2 separate regions of the Mus musculus genome follow, and region 2 is linked to region 1. A link is a contact called in public Hi-C data. All regions are on one chromosome and are shown on one strand. Each heading gives the region's core, a stretch centred on a gene start, on an enhancer-like site or on the middle of the called end of the contact. The rest is flanking DNA. Distances are from core to core; before and after follow the strand shown.

Region 1 (6,641 bases), core at 1,787-4,286:
CAAACACAAAAACCACTTCAGAGTATCTTAAAAACTATTTAGAAGTACAAATATCGAGACCTTCACATACCTGGAACTTAGTCAATACAATTTTAAGGCCACATCATGTAAATGTGTTTAGTTCCTGGTAAGTTTAAATCACCATCTCAGAATTTAAATGATTTCCTATCTCTCAGACTGTCAGGCTGGACATCAGCGGAGTATTAAAATTAAAAAGGTTAAGATAATCGAAAGGCTTTATGAATTAGATGGCACATCATGCTAAAAGCTTAAAGTGGTCAATGTGTGGGACAGGAAAGTCCAGATGTTTTAGGAAGGCGAAGGGGAGAGAATCTTCACTACTGTTAGCTGCTTTCCCTGGTGCCTCAATGTGTCCACAGTAAAGCAAATGCTGGTCACAGGGTCTCAGCTCAGAGAGGGCGAGTGGATGCACAGTGCGCTCAGCTAGTATGTATGGAAATTTGGCCAGGAGCCTGAATTGATGACAGTGGCTTACATGCATCGGACATTAGCTGTGGACTTCTCACCATGTTAAAACATTGCACATGCCTTCTGATAGGTTCTCCAAGGAGCCTGTAAAATCCCAATCACTTTCATCTCAGCTTTACGGAGCTGAAGTTCAGAGAAGTTGAACATAACTCCCCTCAGATGGTGCAGTAAGAGTGTTCCAGAACTGGGACGAGAATCTGACTGGTGAGGCTGGTTTTCTCTGCTCTGTTCTCCTGCTTATGTGTTGCTAAAACCCTGTCTTCCCCCTCCTACCCCAAGCCTGCTCTTCTATCAGTCAGCAGGCTGGGAAGACCAGGTTGTCCAAAGGAAGGTGGATTTGTGATTCTCACCCTGAACCCATTAAGGTCATTAAAGGCAACCATGGTGTGTCCTGTGGTTGTTTGGATACCTCAAAAATATCAAATGCATATACTGTATTTTCACTAACAACAGACTTGCAAAGACTAACTTAAAGTTTTAGCATCCAAGGCTAGAGAGATAGTTCATTGGTTAAGAGCACTGGCTGCTCTTGCAGAAATCTTATGTTCAGTTCCTAGCACCAGCATGGTGGCTCACTGTCTGTGACTCCAGTCATGGGGGTGGGGGCAGGAGGGGGGTCCAGTGCCCTCTTCTGGCCTCTGGGAGCCAGTATGGTATACATACTTGCAGACAAAGCATGGGTCAATAGAAAAATAATTTAAATTGGTTTGTTTTTAAGCCTTACCGGCTACCTAAACTAGCCCATGCGTGAGCATTCAGAATTCACGACTTGAGTGACACCTGTCCGTTCCCTGTGGGCTTGCTCCTTAATTTTGTCTTACTAGGAGATGTAACTGGTACTCTCCATGCTTAGCCTAACAAATGTAGAGAATGATTGAAAATATTTCTAGAAGTAATGGGGGGAGAGGGGTAAGAAGGAGTGTCCAGAGATCTGCTGGAAATGCTCATAGCTTGAAGGGGTGCAAAAGCCGGGTACTGAAGAGAAGAGCATACTGGATCCTGGACAGTCCTATCAGGAGGCTCAGGAAGGGGTGGGAGGACCTTGAACTAGAGCCCTTCTGTAGCCTCACGAGGCAGCAATAATGGCCACTCTGTTAGTGGACCCTTTTTGTGCCTGGGTTCAGTATGCTGTGGTGGTAACTTTTGAGCTTCTCTGGTTAGTGTCTGCGGATGCAGCTCGTTCATTAAACGTAGTAAATAGAACTTCTCCGCTTGGCCTCTTCCCCACAAATGACCCACATTGTTACTAAGTTAGCAACCACCAACAGGAAGTGGCAGAAATGTTTCTCAGCCGCACAGCCCATTTCATTAGACACTTGCCCAAAGGGGCTGTTTTGGTCAATTTGGCCTCTGTAGGCTTCTAGGGAGGAACAGCCTAACACATCATTTCTCATCTTTGCATTTGCTGACATCTTGCCCTTAGCGGCTGTTTTGATTAAATGCGTGGCGCTTTGTTCTGCACCAACTGCACACACAGCGCCCAGGAGGAGGAACTTCTAGGAAGCTGAGACTTTAAAAATATTTCCAAAGGTGTTACCAACTTATTAGAGAGTCTTTTGTTCAGGAACTTCTCATTGAAATCTATTTAGAGAGCAATTCCAATGGCGTGGCAGGGGGGCTGGTGGGCTCCTAGCACCTTTGTGAAGGACTCCTTTGAAAGGCCTGAACTTGAGGCATTGTAAGAGCGCAGAGCTCCTAGGGACTGGCTGGGAAGATAAAATATACATCTTGGGTCAAAGCATTCCAAGGACATGGCTCTCCATTCCTGGGAGAAATAAGCTGTCAGGAATTTTAGATTCAATTTTCCCAAGTCCGTTGATGGGGCTAAGAAACTCTGAGTTTGCTTTAAAACTGATCGTGTGCAGTTGTGCTTGTCACAACTGTGAAATTGGTCATTTATTATCAATTAGCAATGTTTCACTGACGGATTCTTCCAGATGACAACATGTAAGTCTGAGAATCTGTATTTAGATATTCAGTCAGTTTTTCTCATTGTAGAGCTCTACCCCGCCCTGCTCCGCCCCCCAAGCAGACAACAAAATCCAGCCTTGACACCTGGAGTAGCATTGTCCTCTGTCAGCTGGAAGAGGCTAGGGCAGCAGATGTTTTTGAATACTTACCCTGTAGTCAGCCACATCACCATCCCACCAGGACTTAAGGCCTGGAAGGAGCCACCGTCCTCTAATTGATGCTGTGCTGGGATGGGTGAGGCAGCTGCTGTTCGGAGATATTGAGTGGCAGGATTTGGGATAGAGAATGGTGGTACTCTCGGCCATGAACCAACCAACAGCCTACCTTTTTTTCCTCCGAGAGTAAAGACTGGCGTTTAGATTTTCACTAACAAGCATGTGAGTAAAGCGAACCCGTCAGAATGCCTTAAAATTATCGGGCCCTATAAAGTAGTTAAGTTTGATTTGGGGTTTAAAACCTTTTACCCATGTCAGTATTTCCTGTTCCTGTGTAAATTCCTAAGAGAATAGAGGTGAGACTGAACTCCAGGCTGGAAGGCCATGGACTTGACTGAATCCTCATTATGTGACAAGCTGTGCACTAAGGCGCTTCATGCATTATTAACTTACTTGAATTTCACAACAACCCTGTGGAGTAGGCTGGCACTCACTTCAGTGTTTTGTTTTTTTTTTTTTTTTTTTATCTAGAAAGCAGGGCCAGTCTCATTTCTTATTGGAGGCTGGTGACACGCTGCATTAATAATTCAACCAGTTAATCTCTAACAGAAATTATTTACTAAGATTCCCAGCAAAGTGCTGTTTTAGAATCTCCCTTTAGCTGGCCGCTGAACCCTGTGTCCCCTTCCGTTACACGTCTACCAAGGACAGCAGCTGCATCAGATGCCTTAGAAAAAATGGCCAGAGAAGCTGATAAGTGTCACGCAGAAGTGGGGTGACTTTTCTGCACAGGAATAGCAGTTTCTGATCCCAGTGTTAATTCCCCTTCTTCTCCATCTTCTCCAAAGGAGTTAAAAAGCCAGGGAGTGAGCCGCTTTGACTGGAGCAGCCTGCGCTGTGGAGAGACCACCTCGTGTTTCCCAGGCTATTGTAGGACTCCTATTCAGCTGGGATTTCAATGGTGCCCTGATTAGCATGAGACCAAGTGTATAAAGTAGGTCTTTTTACCCTCCCTTAAAGAAGTTTTGTGGTATTTCTTTCTGAGGGGGTTGGCATAGAGCTTTGACAAACACAGACCCATGGTAAAGTTAAATAGGGCTGCGAGCGGTCCCATTTGCACACATCCTTCCCACTTAGAATGCAGAGCAGCCTCATTGGTGATGGACTCCTTAGGAACCATGGCAGGGTTCTTCCTGCACCAGTAATGGGCGAGCAGGAAATACCCACAAGTAAACTGGGGAAGGGAGTCCCTGGCTCATCCACCATTCTCCATTGTCCGAGAGCCACCGCAGAGAATACTCCTGGGTTTGACCAGCCAGCTATCTTCTCTTTTCCTTTTGTTTACTGAGATAAAGACAGTGTGTGGCGGAAGATCCAGGGGAATACACTGAGGGGGTGGAGCCTGCCTTGAAGGAGCAAGTAAGAGGACAGACAGACAGACGCACAGCAGTTGGTGGAGGAGTGCAGCCAGGTGTTTTGGTGTGATACTTTAGTGAAATGATAAGAATAAGGGTCTGACAGGAAGCTTCTTGCTGTTTGGGCTCAATACTTGTGGTATTTGCTGGAGAAACTTGGACACATTGCTGTCATTTGGTGAACGGATAAAATGAGGGTGAATTCTTGCAACAGATGGCATGCCATGTGAGCAGGAAATACTTTGAAAGTTGTAATTAATACTTGTGATGTGAATGCAGTTTTGTCTGAAATGTGCCCTTTTCTCTCTACTGTTCCCATTTCTAAGACTGTGCATTGAGTACCTGCTATTACCAGATAAGGGAAAATGTCCCTTCGGATTGTATCTCCAGGTGGCAGTCCATAGGTGTCCTTGGGCAGTATGTACCCAAAAGTTGCTCTTCTGAATGACAGTTCTGAACACCCAGGTCCTTTTCCTCAGAACAGCATCCCAAAGTCTGTAGAGTACAGCTCTCACCATACTTGAGACCCTTCAGGATTTGGTTCTACCGTGGCCTTTGCCTTCCCTTTCTCTGCTGGTCCTGCCTTCCCATCTCTGCCCTCCTTTGTTGCACACTTGGGTCTCAGACACATATATTTGATGGCTTTTCCAGCCTTCCCCAAACCTTGTCACTCTTCTTCCTAGTTAGGAATGTGCTACCCCGTTCTCGGTAGGCAAGATCTCAGGCATTCCTTGATTTTCTTTTTTTTTTTTTTTTTTTTTTTGAGCAGAGTTTACCCCCCATGCCACTTTGGGTAAATCTTTCTAATGATAAAAAATAACATAAAGTTTTAAAAATGGGTTTGCCTTATACCATTGTACCATCTTATTAAATTTGGAGTTTCTTTTATAATACAACTTACGAATTTTATTGAAAAGCATATAAGTAAAAAAGATATTTTAGACAGTAAGGACGTAAAGCCAAAGAGGACAATCAAAGTTTTGTCTCAGATAATTCCACAATCTCAAGGTATCTTTTTTTCTATAAATACATGTGTTATTAAGTATAATTATAAAGCTAAGTACCGCTTAAAACCTGCTTCCTATAAGTCATTGTGATGAAATGGAACAAAAAAAACCAACTGGCTAGAGTTGGTAACCACCTATAATAGTCTGAGAAATGTGAGAGTGGGAGTGTGCACCTAACTTAAGACAACTTAGGTTTTTAAACTTAGCTTTTATATTATCTTATGATGTTATAAACTTGATCCACAAAAGTGAATTTGCACTAACCATGATGGTTTCTTTTTTTAAAAAAAGTTTAACCTACTTCATTCTACCCCTACCTTACAGGCTTCTAACAGGAAGAGGAAAAGCAAGAGAGAACTAGAAAAATGGATGGATGGATGAATGAATGAATGAATGAATGAATGATTTTCTTGTACTGCAGGGATTGAATCCAGGGCCTCACACATGTGGGCAACCAAAACAGTAGAGAAATGATACCTGAGCTGGGAGACAGCCAGATCTCGGTTTATGTCCTGACTGTGGCTAACTTACTGGGCCACTATGGCCAAGTCACTTTCCCTTGTTCTTGACTGCTAACTTTTCCAGTGTGAGGCATCCTCTGGTTCCTTTTCTGCTGCATCTGGGTACTTCCTCTGGGAAACTGTTCTATTAAACAATGCAAGATAAGTCCTTTCGGTGAATATGTCTGGGACTACACTAGCTTTGGAGATTTAATGATCTAATGATGAATGGGGTGTGGCCCCTACCTCTTATGTCTTCTGGAGCAGATGCTGGCCAGGTGTGGTGACAGGAATACACCATGTCCTCTGTGTAAAAGTAACAGACACCATGGGTTTTTACCCCTATGTTAGAAAGAGGGGTTGGAGGAAGAATGCCAAAGACAGTAAGTAACATTGCTACTATTTATCAAGGAGAGGGCCACCCTGGTGAAGCCATCTTAGCACAGTGCTGTCCCTGATCAGCCCAGTATGGATGGCCACTCTTTTTTGTTGTTTTCAAGACAGGGTTTCTCTGTGTAGCCCTGGCTGTCCTGGAACTCACTTTGTAGACCTGGCTGGCCTTGAACTCAGAAATCTGCCTGCCTCTGCCTCCCAAGTGCTGGGATTAAAGGCGCGTGTCACCACGCCCAGCTCAATGGCCACTCTTTAGGATAGTCTTAGGATGTCTAAGATAGAGGATTGAAGCATCAAGAATTCTTCCTTTCCCACCCTTATTTATAGATGGGGAAACTACACTCTGAGAACTTAGAGGGCTCAGAAAATGGGTAGACACTAGAGGAAAAAAAAAAAAAAAAAAAAAAACTTCTACAAACAGATTTAAGGTCAAATCCATAGAGGGAAGCATAGTTTTAAACATCTCTTTAAACTCTAGATTTGGTTATTTTGTAAATTAGATATTGATCTCATGTGTCAGTGGTCTACAAAGCCTTGGAAACCTTGACCCAATGCACAGTAATACTGTTAAAGAAATCCCCCAAATAAAATTAGTTTCAAAGAGGAATGTCCTGAATTCACCATCTCTTCACATTCTGCTTCCTCAACACACCCACAGCCAGGAGTCTGGGCTGTTGTGAGCCTTGTTTTGACTGTCTTAGTTGAGGTCTA
Region 2 (6,365 bases), core at 3,698-6,197, 130 kb after region 1:
TTTTACAATGTTGGTCCTGCCAATCCATGAGCATGGGAGATCTTTCCATCTTCTGAGATCTTCTTTAATTTCTTTCTTCAGGGACTTGAAGTTTTTATCATACAGATCTTTCACTTCCTTCGTTAGAGTCACGCCGAGATATTTTATATTATTTGTGGCTATTGAGAAGGGTGTTGTTTCCCTAATTTCTTTCTCAGCCTGTTTATTCTTTGTGTAGAGAAAGGCCATTGACTTGTTTGAGTTAATTTTATATCCAGCTACTTCACCGAAGCTGTTTATCAGGTTTAGGAGTTCTCTGTTGGAATTTTTAGGGTCACTTATATATACTATCATATCATCTGCAAAAAGTGATATTTTGACTTCCTCTTTTCCAATTTGTATCCCCTTGATCTCCTTTTGTTGTCGAATTGCTCTGGCTAATACTTCAAGGACTATGTTGAAAAGGTAGGGAGAAAGTGGGCAGCCTTGTCTAGTCCCTGATTTTAGTGGGATTGCTTCCAGCTTCTCTCCATTTACTTTGATGTTGGCTACTGGTTTGCTGTAGATTGCTTTTATCATGTTTAGGTATTGGCCTTGAATTCCTGATCTTTCCAGAACTTTTATCATGAATGGGTGTTGGATCTTGTCAAATGCTTTTTCTGCATCTAACGAGATGATCATGTGGTTTTTGTCTTTGAGTTTGTTTATATAATGGATTACATTGATGGATTTTCGTATATTAAACCATCCCTGCATCCCTGGAATAAAACCTACTTGGTCAGGATGGATGATTGCTTTAATGTGTTCTTGGATTCGGTTAGCGAGAATTTTATTAAGGATTTTTGCATCGATGTTCATAAGAGAAATTGGTCTGAAGTTCTCTATCTTTGTTGGATCTTTCTGTGGTTTAGGTATCAGAGTAATAGTGGCTTCATAAAATGAGTTGGGTAGAATACCTTCTACTTCTATCTTGTGAAAAAGTTTGTGCAGAACTGGAGTTAGATCTTCTTTGAAGGTCTGATAGAACTCTGCACTAAACCCGTCTGGTCCTGGGCTTTTTTTGGCTGGGAGACTATTAATAACTGCTTCTATTTCTTTAGGGGATATGGGACTGTTTAGAAGGTCAACTTGATCCTGATTCAACTTTGGTACCTGGTATCTGTCCAGAAATTTGTCCATTTCGTCCAGGTTTTCCAGTTTTGTTGAGTATAGCCTTTTGTAGAAGGATCTGATGGTGTTTTGGATTTCTTCAGGATCTGTTGTTATGTCTCCCTTTTCATTTCTGATTTTGTTAATTAGGATTTTGTCCCTGTGCCCTTTAGTGAGTCTAGCTAAGGGTTTATCTATCTTGTTGATTTTCTCAAAGAACCAACTCCTCGTTTGGTTAATTCTTTGAATAGTTCTTCTTGTTTCCACTTGGTTGATTTCACCCCTGAGTTTGATTATTTCCTGCCGTCTACTCCTCTTGGGTGAATTTGCTTCCTTTTTTTCTAGAGCTTTTAGATGTGTTGTCAAGCTGCTAGTATGTGCTCTCTCCCGTTTCTTCTTGAAGGCACTCATAGCTATGAGTTTCCCTCTTAGAAATGCTTTCATTGTGTCCCAAAGGTTTGGGTACGTTGTGGCTTCATTTTCATTAAACTCTAAAAAGTCTTTAATTTCTTTCTTTATTCCTTCCTTGACCAAGGTATCATTGAGAAGAGTGTTGTTCAGTTTCCATGTGAATGTTGGCTTTCTGTTATTTATTTTGTTATTGAAGATCAGCCTTAGTGCATGGTGATCTGATAGGATACATGGGACAATTTCAATATTTTTGAATCTGTTGAGGCCTGATTTGTGACCTATTATGTGGTCAATTTTGGAGAAGGTACCATGAGGTGCTGAGAAGAAGGTATATCCTTTTGTTTTAGGGAAAAATGTTCTGTAGATATCTGTCAGATCCATTTGTTTCATCACTTCTGTTAGTTTCAGTGTGTCCCTGTTTAGTTTCTGTTTCCATGATCTGTCCATTGGTGAAAGTGGTGTGTTGAAGTCTCCCACTATTATTGTGTGAGGCGCAATGTGTGCTTTGAGCTTTACTAAAGTTTCTTTAGTGAATGTGGCTGCTCTTGTATTTGGAGCATAGATATTCAGAATTGAGAGTTCCTCTTGGAGGATTTTACCTTTGATGAGAATGAAGTGTCCCTCCTTGTCTTTTTTGATGACTTTGGGTTGGAAGTCAATCTTATCAGATATTAGGATGGCTACTCCTGCTTGTTTCTTCATACCATTTGCTTGGAAAATTGTTTTCCAGCCTTTCATTCTGAGGTAGTGTCTATCTTTTTCTCTGAGATGAGTTTCCTGTAAGCAGCAAAATGTTGGGTCTTGTTTGTGTAGCCAGTTTGTTAGTCTATGTCTTTTTATTGGCGAGTTGAGACCATTGATGTTAAGAGATATTAAGGAAAAGTAATTGTTGCTTCCTGTTATTTTAGTTGTTAAAGGTGGCATTCTGTTCTTGTGGCTGTCTTCTTTTAGGTTTGTTGAGGGATTACCTTCTTGTTTTTTCTAGGGCGTTGTTCCCGTTCTTGTATTGGTTTTTTTCTGTTATTATCCTTTGAAGGGCTGGATTCGTGGAGAGATAATGCGTGAATTTGGTTTTGTCGTGGAATACTTTGGTTTCTCCCTCTATGATAATTGAGAGTTTGGCTGGGTATAGTAGCCTGGGCTGCAGTTTGTGTTCTCTTAGTGTCTGTATAACATCTGTCCAGGCTCTTCTGGCTTTCATAGTCTCTGGTGAAAAATCTGGTGTAATTCTGATAGGCTTGCCTTTATATGTTACTTGACCTTTTTCCCTTACTGCTTTTAGTATTCTATCTTTATTTAGTGCATTTGATGTTCTGATTATTATGTGTCGGGAGGAATTTCTTTTCTGGTCCAGTCTATTTGGAGTTCTGTAGGCTTCTTGTATGTTCATATGCATCTCATTCTTTAGATTTGGGAAGTTTTCTTCAATAATTTTGTTGAAGATGTTTGCTGGACCTTTGAGTTGAAAATCTTCATTCTCATCCACTCCTATTATCCGTACGTTTGGTCTTCTTATTGTGTCCTGGATTTCCTGGATATTTTGAGTTAGGATCTTTTTGCATTTTCCATTTTCTTTGATTGTTGTGCCGATGTTCTCTATGGAATCTTCTGCACCTGAGATTCTCTCTTCCATCTCTTGTATTCTGTTGCTGATGCTCAAATCTATGGTTCCAGATTTCTTTCCTAGGGTTTCTATCTCTAGTGTTGCCTCGCTTTGAGTTTTCTTTATTGTGTCTACTTCCCTTTTTAGGTCTAGTATGGTTTTGTTCATTTCCATCACCTGTTTGTATGTTTTTTCCTCTTTTTCTGTAAGGACTTCTACCTGTTTGATTGTGTTTTCCTGTTTTTCTTTAAGGACTTGTAACTCTTTAGCAGTGTTCTCCTGTATTTCTTTAAGTGATTTATTAAAGTCCTTCTTGATGTCCTCTACCATCATCATGAGATATGCTTTTAAATCTAGGTCTAGGTTCTCAGGTGTGTTGGGGTTCCCTGGACTGGGCGAAGTGGGTGTGCTGGGTTCTGGTGATGGTGAGTGGTCTTGGTTCCTGTTAGTAAGATTCCTCCGTTTACCTTTCGCCATCTGGTAATCTCTGGAGTTAGTAGTTATAGTTGACTCTGTTTAGAGATTGTTCTTCTGGTGATTCTGTTACCGTCTATCAGCAGACCTGGGAGACAGATTCTCTCCTCTGAGTTTCAGTGCTCAGAGCACTCTCTGCTGGCAAGCTCTCTTACAGGGAAGGTGCGCAGATATCTTGTATTTGGACCTCCTCCTGGCCGAAGAAGAAGGCCCAAAACAGGACCTTTCTCAGACACTGTGTTGCTTTGGCAGTTCCCAGGTGGTACAGACTCTCACCTAAGCAGACTAAATTCCTAAGTTCCTTGGAGTCCCGGGACCAAGATGGCGACCGCTGCTGCTGTGGCTTAGGTTGCCTCCCCAGCCGGGCGGGCACCTGTCCTCTGGTCCGGAAGGTGGCCGGCTGTCCCCGGCCCACACAGGGTGCTGCCTCAGCGCCTCTGTGCTTCTGCCTGTTCCAGAAGCTGTCAGGTTCTCTGGCGCACCCTCTCACCTGTTCAGACTAATTTCCTAAGTTCGGCGGGTCTCGGACCAAGATGGCGACCGCTGCTGCTGTGGCTTAGGCCGCCTCCCCAGCCGGGTGGGCACCTGTCCTCTGGTCCGGAAGGTGGCCGGCTGTCCCCAGCCCACGCAGGGTGCTGCCTCAGCGCCTCTGTGCTTCCGCCTGTTCCAGAAGCTGTCAGGTTCTCTGGCGCACCCTCTCACCTGTTCAGACTAATTTCCTAAGTTCGGCGGGTCCCGGACCAAGATGGCGACCGCTGCTGCTGTGGCTTAGGTCGCCTCCCCAGCCGGGCGGGCACCTGTCCTCCGGTCCGGAAGGTGGCCGGCTGTCCCCGGCCCACACAGGGTGCTGCCTCAGCGCCTCTGTGCTTCTGCCTGTTCCAGAAGCTGTCAGGTTCTCTGGCGCACCCTCTCACCTGTTCAGACTAATTTCCTAAGTTCGGCGGGTCCCGGACCAAGATGGCGACCGCTGCTGCTGTGGCTTAGGCCGCCTCCCCAGCCGGGTGGGCACCTGTCCTCTGGTCCGGAAGGTGGCCGGCTGTCCCCGGCCCACGCAGGGTGCTGCCTCAGCGCCTCTGTGCTTCCGCCTGTTCCAGAAGCTGTCAGGTTCTCTGGCGCACCCTCTCACCTGTTCAGACTAATTTCCTAAGTTCGGCGGGTCCCGGACCCTCACCTTCTTTTTCACTCTGCCGAGGGTTAGCTCTTTAAATGGCATTGTCATCCTGAGCATGGGGATGTCTTTGCCAAGGGCCCTGGCACCGTCACTGAGCCTCCAGACCTCTCTGGGTCACTGGCTACAGAGTACCTCATTCCTGACAGATCCTGGCACTTGTTAGCTGTGTGACATTGGTGAGGCACTTAAGCCTGACCTTCCTTGCAGACAGTCTGGTTTACTCCCCAAACTGGGGCTCCAAAGTCCCTGGTGAAGCATGTCACTGTTCTGGGTGAAGTGACATCAACCAATTAAAAACAGGACATTCGCTAATAAGGCACCTGCTTTGTCAGAGCACTAGTGGTGTGTGTGTGTGTGTGTGTGTGTGTGTGTGTGTGTGTGTGTGTTCGTTCTGGTGGTGGCAGCAATAGTGGTTGGGGGAAATGCTGATAGTGTGATGGTATTGGTAAGTGGAGGGCTGACTGTGTACTTCAGAAATGACAACTTGATAGTCTCATTACAGCAAATACAGCTATGCTCTTGGATAGTCAGGCTCTGTCTTAGGCTACTGTTGACTACCTCTTTTCTTCTGGTGCCTTTTGCATGTTTAAAGATACTTGAGAGGGAAACAATGTGGTAGACAACTTTCTCTTATAAAATGAAGATAATGTCCTCCCCCTTTAAGAGCAGTGATTCAGTGGTTGTGTAAGAGGCCAGCCATATTTAGAGCCCCTCGGTTTGGTGATGAGCTCTGAGGTACATCAAAGGCGGCATCACCTGTGGGAGGAGAGGTTGCTCACTGCAATTAAGCCTCCTCTCTGAAAGATGCTATTAAGATGGCCTGAAGACTAGTCACAGGACGGGAGAAAATATTTACAAAACACATGTCTGATAAAGGAGTTATATTCAAAGTATACACAGAGCTTGTGAACTCAATGATAAGAAAACAATTTAATCTAAATAGAGGCCTTATCAAATGAGATACTAGAAAGGCAAATGCTTGTGTGGATAGAGGAACAAAGTTATTTGTCATCAGGGAGTTACAAGATATCAAGACCATGAGGTATTATTACCCTGCAACTGTTAGAAGCCCAACCCAGTGTGAAAGGAGAGTTTCAGGCACTGCTTGTGAATGAAAGTTGTGCTTCTAATGTTTAGCTATGAAGAAAAGCATGGTCATTTCTTACAAAACTATTTAAATATACTCTCATCATGTAATGTAGCGATTGTATTTGCAGATATGTCTCAACTGGTTTAAAACAGGCCTGAAGAAAACCACACACTATCATCTTACTTGCATAATTAAGGCATGGGAAATTCATAGCCACACAATGTCCTGCAATAAGCAAACAACTAGACAAATTGTGGCATGTATGTAAGATGGAATATTATCTCATGATTTTTTTCCCTCCATGACAGGGTTTCTTCATTTTAGCCTTGGCTGTCCTGGAACTAGCTCTGCAGACCAGGTTGTCCTTGAACTCAAGAGATCCTCCTGCCTCTGCCTCCCAAGTGCTGGGATTAAAGACATGTACCACCATCACCCAGCATATTTCATGATTTTTGAAAACCAAGAAACTATCAAGTTATGAAAAGACA

Evidence for each region. Hi-C and Micro-C count contacts between places; a contact is called where the count stands out from the background.
Region 2: a Hi-C map of embryonic stem cells shows a contact between it and region 1, with 2.7 times the contacts expected there. The contact joins two enhancer-like sites. A contact is called at or near these places in 9 of 39 promoter capture datasets (the 3T3-L1 cell line, 3T3-L1-derived adipocytes, the C10 cell line and 4 more), 15 of 484 Hi-C or Micro-C datasets (the AML12 cell line, B cells, bone marrow-derived macrophages and 6 more), 4 of 115 datasets of contacts at active chromatin or transcription factors (embryonic stem cells and fetal liver) and 1 of 9 other capture datasets (embryonic stem cells).

Annotation. Positions count from the first base shown.
Region 1 is chr4:105,167,400-105,174,040 of GRCm38.p6, forward strand. All of the region lies in intron 1 of Plpp3 (phospholipid phosphatase 3), which reads left to right. Among named protein-coding and RNA genes, the nearest start is that of Plpp3, 13 kb to the left of the region's middle. Within about 2 kb of position 3,037, at least 55 of the 459 cell types and tissues checked have an H3K27ac peak or open chromatin away from gene starts, as enhancers often do. A contact at or near this core is called in embryonic stem cells, where this site is marked.
Region 2 is chr4:105,294,599-105,300,963 of GRCm38.p6, forward strand. No RefSeq gene overlaps it. Among named protein-coding and RNA genes, the nearest start is that of Gm40217, 21 kb to the right of the region's middle. Within about 2 kb of position 4,948, at least 4 of the 459 cell types and tissues checked have an H3K27ac peak or open chromatin away from gene starts, as enhancers often do. A contact at or near this core is called in embryonic stem cells, where this site is marked.